Linked DNA regions of Hordeum vulgare: region 2 is linked to region 1. Evidence: chromatin contacts called from public Hi-C data. All regions are on one chromosome and are shown on one strand. The core of a region is the stretch at or near the end of the contact, and the rest is flanking DNA. Distances in the headings are between cores, read along the strand shown. Region 1 holds the start of LOC123401671 (copper-transporting ATPase HMA4). Region 2 holds the start of LOC123403085 (outer envelope protein 80, chloroplastic).

What was found. Hi-C and Micro-C count contacts between places; a contact is called where the count stands out from the background.
Region 2: a Hi-C map of leaf shows a contact between it and region 1, with 5 times the contacts expected there. The contact joins the promoter of LOC123403085 here to the promoter of LOC123401671 in region 1. A contact is called at or near these places in 2 of 6 Hi-C or Micro-C datasets (leaf and seedling) and 1 of 1 datasets of contacts at active chromatin or transcription factors (embryo).

What each region holds. Positions count from the first base shown.
Region 1 is chr6H:147,682,768-147,686,956 of MorexV3_pseudomolecules_assembly, forward strand. LOC123401671 (copper-transporting ATPase HMA4) reads right to left here and starts at 2,306. Exons shown (of 9, transcript XM_045095517.1): 1 at 1,918-2,306; 2 at 1,116-1,375; 3 at 1-465. The coding sequence starts at 1,373.
Region 2 is chr6H:148,020,403-148,024,591 of MorexV3_pseudomolecules_assembly, forward strand. LOC123403085 (outer envelope protein 80, chloroplastic) reads left to right here and starts at 2,081. Exons shown (of 16, transcript XM_045097056.1): 1 at 2,081-2,750; 2 at 2,839-2,932; 3 at 3,584-3,666. The coding sequence starts at 2,265.

The sequences.
Region 1 (4,189 bases), core at 1,056-3,555:
CTGAATAAGTAATCTTGGACCAGTGACATCAGGGTCATATGCAACTGTAACTGTTTGACCCAATGTGTCCCATTCAACATTATTCACTCCCTCTACAGTTTCCAGTGCCGACTGAATGAGTTTGGTGTCTTCTGGAGAACTCACACCCTCAAGTTTTAGATGCATTTTGTTCACATCGTCCCCATAACTAATGAGATCGGCTCCAAATCCGGCATCCTCAATAGCCTCAATTAGTAAATCACGGCTGGTAATATTTGGATCAAAGTGCACCTTGGCTTCCTCTAGGGCAAGCCCCACTGCAGCTTTTTTAACTCCAGGTACCATCAGAAGTGCCCGTTCAATAGATTCAGAACAGCTTGTACATGCCATTCCTTTTATCCGGAGCCTGCATACGGCAATTTCTTGTTCTTGGAGTTCATCAACCTCAAAGTTGATATCCTCAATAGCTTCTTTTATGGTTCTTGCCTGTGAGAATAAGAATCTTAACTGAGAAAATATAGCAGATTATACCTACGGTGCAACATTTTCGTCATTACTTTGTGGAGAATGCATTAATGCAGACTAGAGTTTACTGAACTGAAAGTGCACGCTCATAAACAGAAATCTACTAGAAATGCTAGTAAAAAAAAGCATGGTATTACGAAAGAAAGGTCATATTGTTCCTCAAATTTGTATAAGAATATTTAAGCGAGGTATACTCATCGTGGAGATGATATAGTTCCTCGGCAATTCATTTATGAACTAAACTATCTGACAATGTTCGAATGTCCAATGATTGGGCAGTCGCCGCCAAGAGATTGGCCCACACCAACAAAAGGTAGTTAAAAAAGCTGGTGGTACACAGGTATGGACCTTAAAAATGAATGTCAAGGAAATCTGAAATCAAACATTTCCAGTTTACACTAAATACATGTGCAAATATGCCCCTAGTTCTTGTAGAAAAATTGATAGCTTGGATTAACAACAGGACACAAAGAAGCTACCATATGTACTTGGCATCCCTCTTTTTACCCCATCTATGAGAACCATTCAAATATTTCCATAGTGAGTACTAACTACCTCCATATTGAAAACACATTGATGAGAAAAGGAGCATCAGCTCAAGGAAATCTTACATCGGTCTCCTCGGGGCTGTACTGAACAACAGCCTGGCCCTGAAGGGTTGAGACCTGGATGCTCTCGACCCCCTTCAATCCTGCCACCACTGTCTCTATCGAGACGGCACAGGAACCGCACGACATGCCCCGGACATTGAACATGACCTTCCTCGTAGTCCTCTCCTTCCGCGGGGACACCCTGGCGGCGGCAGGAGAAGCGCCATCGCCCGCGTGCAAAAGCGGCTCCTTGAGATGGCTCTGTCCATTCCGCTCCATTCCTGTTCCAGAATTGGTCAGAACAAGATCATGACAGCAGCAGAGCATCAAGAACCCACGTCCATGTCACTCATCAGAACCTATTCATGGGGTGCAGTTACTGTGCTTATATCTATGTGATGGAGCGGCAGCAGCAATCTGCATTAGAAGCGCATCCTACGGTCTGGACAAATCATGAAGACGGTAAAATCAAGGTGCCTAGTGCTGACCAGAGCCGCTGCTTTCCCCCCCCACAATCTTCAGCCAAATAACGGCGTGTTAAATTCCGAAATATTTAGTTTGCTCGAGGATTTTTCACCCGTCATTCATGTACTTACTAGAAGATTTCGCTCCGCGCACAAACCAAACCAACTCCCGTGCAGGTTTGAAGTCTGGAAAACAAGCACCGCTGACGCGCGCGCAAACAGCTCGAGGCACCAAAATAAGAAAATAAAAAGTGGGGCGGCAACTCCACAGAAGCGCGTACCGTACCAGAGAGCGGAATCGAAAAGAAAAACCCACGAGACAAACAACCAAAAAGCTCAGCGGCGGCGGCGGTGGTTACCTCGTTATCCGGCGACGGAAGGGGCTGCAGAGGAGGCTGCGACGCGCTCTAGGGTTCGTCCGCACGAGCGCGCGCCTGTGGAGGGATCAGGGGACGGGAGGGAGGGGCGGGGAGGGTCTAGAAGACGCGGAGGCAGGCGCGGGAGGAGGCGGCGTGAAGCAGGCCGCCCGCGGCAAGAGGGGGAGGAGGAGGAGGAGGCGGCGACGAGGGCGAGGTGGCCGGGCACTCTGGCCGCCTCTGTCCTTGTTTGTTTGTTTTTGTGTAGTATAATTTTCGATTTGACGACTCGTTCGGATTTGCTGCGAATTTGGATGGGAATGCGGCGGCCTTTGCGGCTTTCCTTTGCGTTTGAGTTTCGAGTTTGATTTGGTTTTGGATTCCCTCGGTCGGGTCGTTGAATGGTGGCCATCGCTTTCGCCGCTGCTTTCCTATCCTCCGCCGTCGTGTTTTCTGGGTTTTGCCCGCCCGTCTTTTAAGTTTCGCACATATGCCCCTCCCTCCGAGACATCCGTACCTTTTCAATAGGTTTGGACTTTGGAGCCGGCCCGTACGTAGAAATCGTGACATTTCCGAGTACTATGATGAGCCGATCGGTTTCCCCGTTGACTTTGTGCGCATGGATCGGACATCCACCAACGTTTACTTTATCATTTTTTTTTTTTGAGAAATGCTTTATCATTCTTCTTGGCCTTTGTTTACAGGAAAAGGAGCCGGTCAAAACTCGTTATAAAACCAAAGCGGAATTGACATACAAATAAAACACATCTTTTTTTAAAAACGCCTTTGAGTACGAAATTGCACGGCATATTCCATGCGTTACTGGCGGCACGTACGATGCCTCTTTGTTCTACTATAAGTGTGTTTTTTGGCAGGGCATCCATCGGAAGAATCTTTTCAAGGTGACCTGCTTGCTGACACACGAACAACAACGGAACGGATTTGTCAAGATGACGGTGTGTTGGATTTGAAAGCAAACGTAGCGGTGGTAAATTTCTAGTTTGTTTCTTCATTAACAAAATCAGTTTAGTATGACACAGGGTTTTGACTGTTTCTCTTACTTGCATAATATTTACTTAGTAAATAAAATAAATCATTCATTGTTGTAAGCTAGTACTCACTTTCTTTTAAAATAGATGTCGCTGATTTAATATAACTGGGGTATTAGTTAATGGCGCTACTCTGCACCGGCGCAACGATTCCGCCGGTTAAACAACGCACGTACTATACGGTCTATAATAGCCGCAGGATTCCTTCTTCTCCAAACTGCTTTGCTAGTAAAAAAACATGGCGCCTGTGCATCGAGAGCAGTCTCGTGATCCCTAATACGTCAGCCAGCTCGCCGGCCGTCCACGTCGCCGCCAGCCGCCGCCCTCGTCACCGTCGGCTGACTCCTGACGGTTCCACAGGACACCGCCCTCGTCGCTGGTGGTCGACATCGCATCCCCGTCATCGCCTCGCCTCGTCATTTCCTCTCACCACAGGTTTTCCCCCCTGTCGGTCGTGGCCGCCGTCGGTCGCCGACGAGCTCCATGCCTGCAACACCCCGATGCTCGTCGTCGCTAAGGCCTCATGCCACTAGATGTAGCAAATTTGAACACTGGATTAGCAAATTTGGACAATGGATGTAGCAAAAAATTGTCGCTGGTAGCAAAAAAACAATACGGTTGCAACAAACAAAACGACGGATGTAGCAAATTTGTATAATGGTTGTAGCATTTTTCCATCATGGTTGTAGCTCGGCCATGCCAGCGGTTGTAGCAAAAAAGTAATACGGTTGCAACAAAACAGATTGACCGATGTAACAAATTTCTATAATGGTTGCAACATTTTTACATCATGGTTGCAACTCTGGCTACAACTCCCACGAACTTTGGTTGCAACTCTGACGGACCTGGTTGTAGCTTTTTTTATCAACGGTTGTACCTTTTTTTGGACGCTTGTAGCTTTTGTGGTACGCGGCTGTAGCATTCGCGACACCATCCCTGCATGTCCTCGTGCAGCAACCTCACCTGCCGGCCATGGGATCACCTGCCCCTGTCGCCTTTCTGTTTTGCAGCTCCTCCGTCTGTCGGTTGCAGCTCCCGTGTAGTCAGATGTAACTTTTCCGTCCTCATGTATCTGACGAAGACGAGAGGAAGAAGAAGCAGAGAAGAAAGGGGGAAAACAGATGTAGCTTCGCGGGGCTGCGGTTGCAACTTCTTTCCCCACCCCCGTCGAAGCTTCAACCAGCAATGGTGAACATGGATCTTGAAGACGATCAGGGGAAGAAGAT
Region 2 (4,189 bases), core at 831-3,330, 340 kb after region 1:
TGCCAAGACATCCTCTACAGCAAAGTTCCTCCCTGTTGTAACGATCTGAGCGAAAACCCTTCGTCGCCAGCGATTTGAGAGTGAAGCCCATACCTGCTGCCTGCACCTTTCGAGCAAAGATTGTAGAAAGACAGCACAGCTGACCACCGTCTCTTACGCCCGTTGGATCCCCTCGTCTGCTGGATCTGTTTCCCTCAAGCGCATCGGCTGAAGCGTGTCCCGCTGGATCCCCTCGATCGCCTCCCCTCGCGCCGGTTTTGCTCCCCGTGCGCTGGATCAGCTTGCTTCTCTCGCGCTCGATACCCTCGCAAGTGTGGCTGGGATCCAAGGGAATCCGATGCTCAGTGGCATGCCCAATGGTGGGAGTAGCAGCCCCCAGGACAGTCGGCCCGTTAGTAGCCCACGCGTGAGTAGAGGCGCATGAGACAGCCCAGTTCGCGACCTGAACATTGATTTGATGGTGATCTACATCCCACACGCGAAATCAACGGCTCACGAGTAAGGATGCGTGAGAGAGCTCGAAATAGGTCCGGTTTTAGGAAGGCAAGAATAAAAACAGCTGCTATCTATATTTACTAATAAAAGAAAGGTGTATTCTTAGTTCATTATGTAATTTTTAGACATCATGATGTTTTCTTGAATAAAATCCGTAATCCAATTTTTTCCCGTGTGCGGACAAAATCCAGCCCTACCTCGAGAGAGGAGAGAAAAAAATTATGCACAACACTTGGATTCGAACCCACAACCACAGGTCAATTGTTGTTGTCCTCACCAACTATCTAGGCAGTCTAACGTACACAACAAAAGGGATAAAGCTTTTTGTAAAAATAGACGATAAGTTTAGGTGCCATCACCCGCCTGTTTTTTAATGCACAAGTGTCTCGATCTGTTTTCAAAAGTCATTTGTTTTCCTTTTTAAACCAACCAAGAGTCCCTATCTTCTAATGTGGGCCAACAAACAAATTTGTTAAGGTTGTGTACAATTGATGTACATCATACTTCTGTAAAAACATAGTCCCACATTATTGCCTCACGGCAAATCCATCTATTTATATAGGTCTGCAAATTAAACTCAATAAGCCCCCTTAAGAATTAGCAAGAAAAACGAGTACACTTCTAAAAAAAAAATTATTGTTGTGAAAATGTGAACCTTTCAATTAATGGGAAAAAAGACCCACGAAACCTCCATGCTAATATATACTCCCTCCGTATAAAGTATAAGACATATTTTGGCACTATAATTCAAAACATTTCATGATTAATTTAGTGTCGATGACTTTCCCTAGTAATAGATACCAATTAATTTGTTCGTGTGTTATAAATTAATTTCAGACTCGACTAAGTAGACTTTTCATCGCTTGATAATACTAAACAAACAGAGTATAACATAAGTGGATTCAAATTCGATAGTGGACATTTTTTTGGGTCAATCGACTATACGAACAAGATTGTTTTTTCTGAATTAAATGAAGAATCCAAGCAATTGAACAGAGCAAGCAAGTTAAAATAAGCGAACATAAAACCTATTAGTGCAGAAGCCCCGTGAAGAGGTGTAAAAGTATACTGACAAAAGTTTTCTTCATGCTTGAATCAAGATTTTTCTATGTCTTCATGTCATAGAAGTCGCAGTTTTGAGATTATCTACAAAGCTCACACAAGTAACGTTATGTTGCTAAAATAAAAAAAAGTGACATCTTTTTCGAGTGTTACAAGGTAATCAAGATATTTGTAGTTTTACTTTTTGGTGAACAACTTTACTTTCACAATGTTTTTAAAGATGAAAGTTGTGATGCTTGTATGTGTTAAATATAAAAGACGACACATAATGGTAGAAGGTGCATGTTTTGTACTTCCTCCGTCTTAAAATAAATGACTTCAAAATGACTCAATTTTGTATTAATTTTAGTATAAAGTAATTTTTTTTTGAGTCACTTATTTTAGGATGGATGGAGTATTTTTTTGGCCTCTAGCAACGCAAGGGCATACATATACTAGTTAAGCCAACGGATCAGATGGACGCACAGGGTTCACCATACGGACACACGACGAGATCGAACGGCTGTCGTTGCTCCACAGGAGCACCATCAGCAAGCCGTCCACTCCGGAGCACAGCTCACCAGTCGCCGCCACTCCGGAGCCTCGGTCCCCCGATCAGCCATGGCGGACGAAACCCTCGCGGCCTCCCCCGCCTCGTTGCCAAAACCCTAAGCCCTATCCCACCGCCGAGTTACGCCACCCCAGTCCACACGTCGGGCGCGGCGGCCATGGGGCCCCGTCGAGACGGCGTCCGCTTCGTCTCCTCCGGCGTCAAGCTCCCGCGCGCCTGCCCGGCCCCTGCCCCGACGCACGCCCTGCTCTCCGCCGCGCTCCCCCCGTTCGCGCACATCGGCCGGGCCATCGACGCCGCCGCCCGCCGTGTCGCCGCGTCGTTCCCCCGCGTCCCGGCCGCGCGTGCCGAGACGCCGGCCGCGCCCTTGCCGCGGAGGCACGGGAAGGACGGCGGCGGGGGCGGGGGCGAGGAGCGGGTGCTCATCAGCGAGGTGGCGGTGCGCGGGAAGGACGGGGAGCCGCTGGAGAGGCCCGAGTTAGAGGAGGCGGCCGCCGCGGCCCTGCGCGCGTGCCGCCCCAATGCGGCGCTCACGGTGAGGGAGGTGCAGGAGGATGTGCACCGCGTGGTGGAGAGCGGGCTCTTCCGCTCCTGCATGCCAGTTGCCGTCGACACCCGCGACGGCATTCGCCTTGTCTTTGAGGTCAGGATTTTGCATGTTCCCCTATCCCTTTTCCATGGCTTATCTTTGGAGCTGAAGGCTGCGGAATTTGGGATGTTCTGTGGTTTAGGTGGAGCCGAACCAGGACTTCCATGGGCTGGTATGTGAGGGTGCCAACATGCTGCCTTCTAAGTTCCTAGATGACTCATTTCGCGACCGCCACGGTACTTGTTCTCATGTTTAAGAGTCTGTTACGTTAAATGTGGTTATTGATTTGTGTAACTTGGTGTATTGATTTACTTTGCACAATGCTACATGAACCAACACTACATGAACCCTAAATTCGTCTGGCAAAGAGATATCTAGAATGCATAAGAGAATCACCACCACCGTGCATATTTTATCACCTTTTTTGAGTTTTTTGGTCCTACTATGATATCACTAGATTGAACTGTGCAGCAAATGAAACACGCCTTTTATGTGGACTCACATGGTTCTTGTTCTTGGTTTAGTTCTGATCTTAAGACATGTTTTTCTACACTGCATAGAAATCTATGGTAAAATAGGTCCATCTACAGTGATATAATCTCTCGGTATCCTTTTGTTATAGAGAAAATTATGTAAAACTTTGGGAACTGAGCATACCTCAGTTTGGCGGGGGAGTGGGTGTACAATTCTACAACTTTGGTTCAAGTCCTCTCCACTTGAATTTTGGTTGTATATTTCTTCTTTAACAGAACTTTTAGTTTCTCCTGCATGTTTCTTCAAATTTCATTTCTCTAAAAGAAAGAGAAACAATTTTTTAACCTTAGTCTATTTTATTAGCTTCTATAAGATTTGTTCTTGAGACCTGTGTTTTGTGTTACATTATGCAGGGAAAATAATCAACATAAGACATTTAGATCAAGTGATTAAGTCCATTAACGGATGGTATCAGGAGCGCGGTCTTACTGGCATGGTAGGTGGGGAAAATAATTAATATAATCCATGTTCTACCATTGTGCATAATTTTTCGTTTTCTTCTATTTGGTGATGTGTTGCAATTTTTTGAGAACATTGCTGAAAATAGGCATCTGCTGCACTTCTCTTAAGGAACAAGTGAAGCGTTATATCTTCTTGGCCTTCTAGAGGCCTAGTACCACAAGACCTGAGTTGTCAATTTCTGTTTTTTTTTAATGTGCTTGCCATCATTTACATCTCACCTGTCACCAGTTCCAAATTGGGAGGGCATACCACATAGTTCTGTTTTACCGTGTTGTTTGTTACTTCCTGATTCCTGCTTTGTATATAGAACTTCATTGTCACACTATGCTTTTGATTCTACATGTTCTTAATTGTAACAAACTAGAAATATGACGTGAGAAAAATGTGAATGTGTGGGAGTTGCTAACCTGTTAGTTGTGTCTAGCAAACATTTAGGTGCCCACCATTTTTTTGGTAAAAAGCAACATCGTTTACAGTTTTAGCCAGTAAAAGAATAT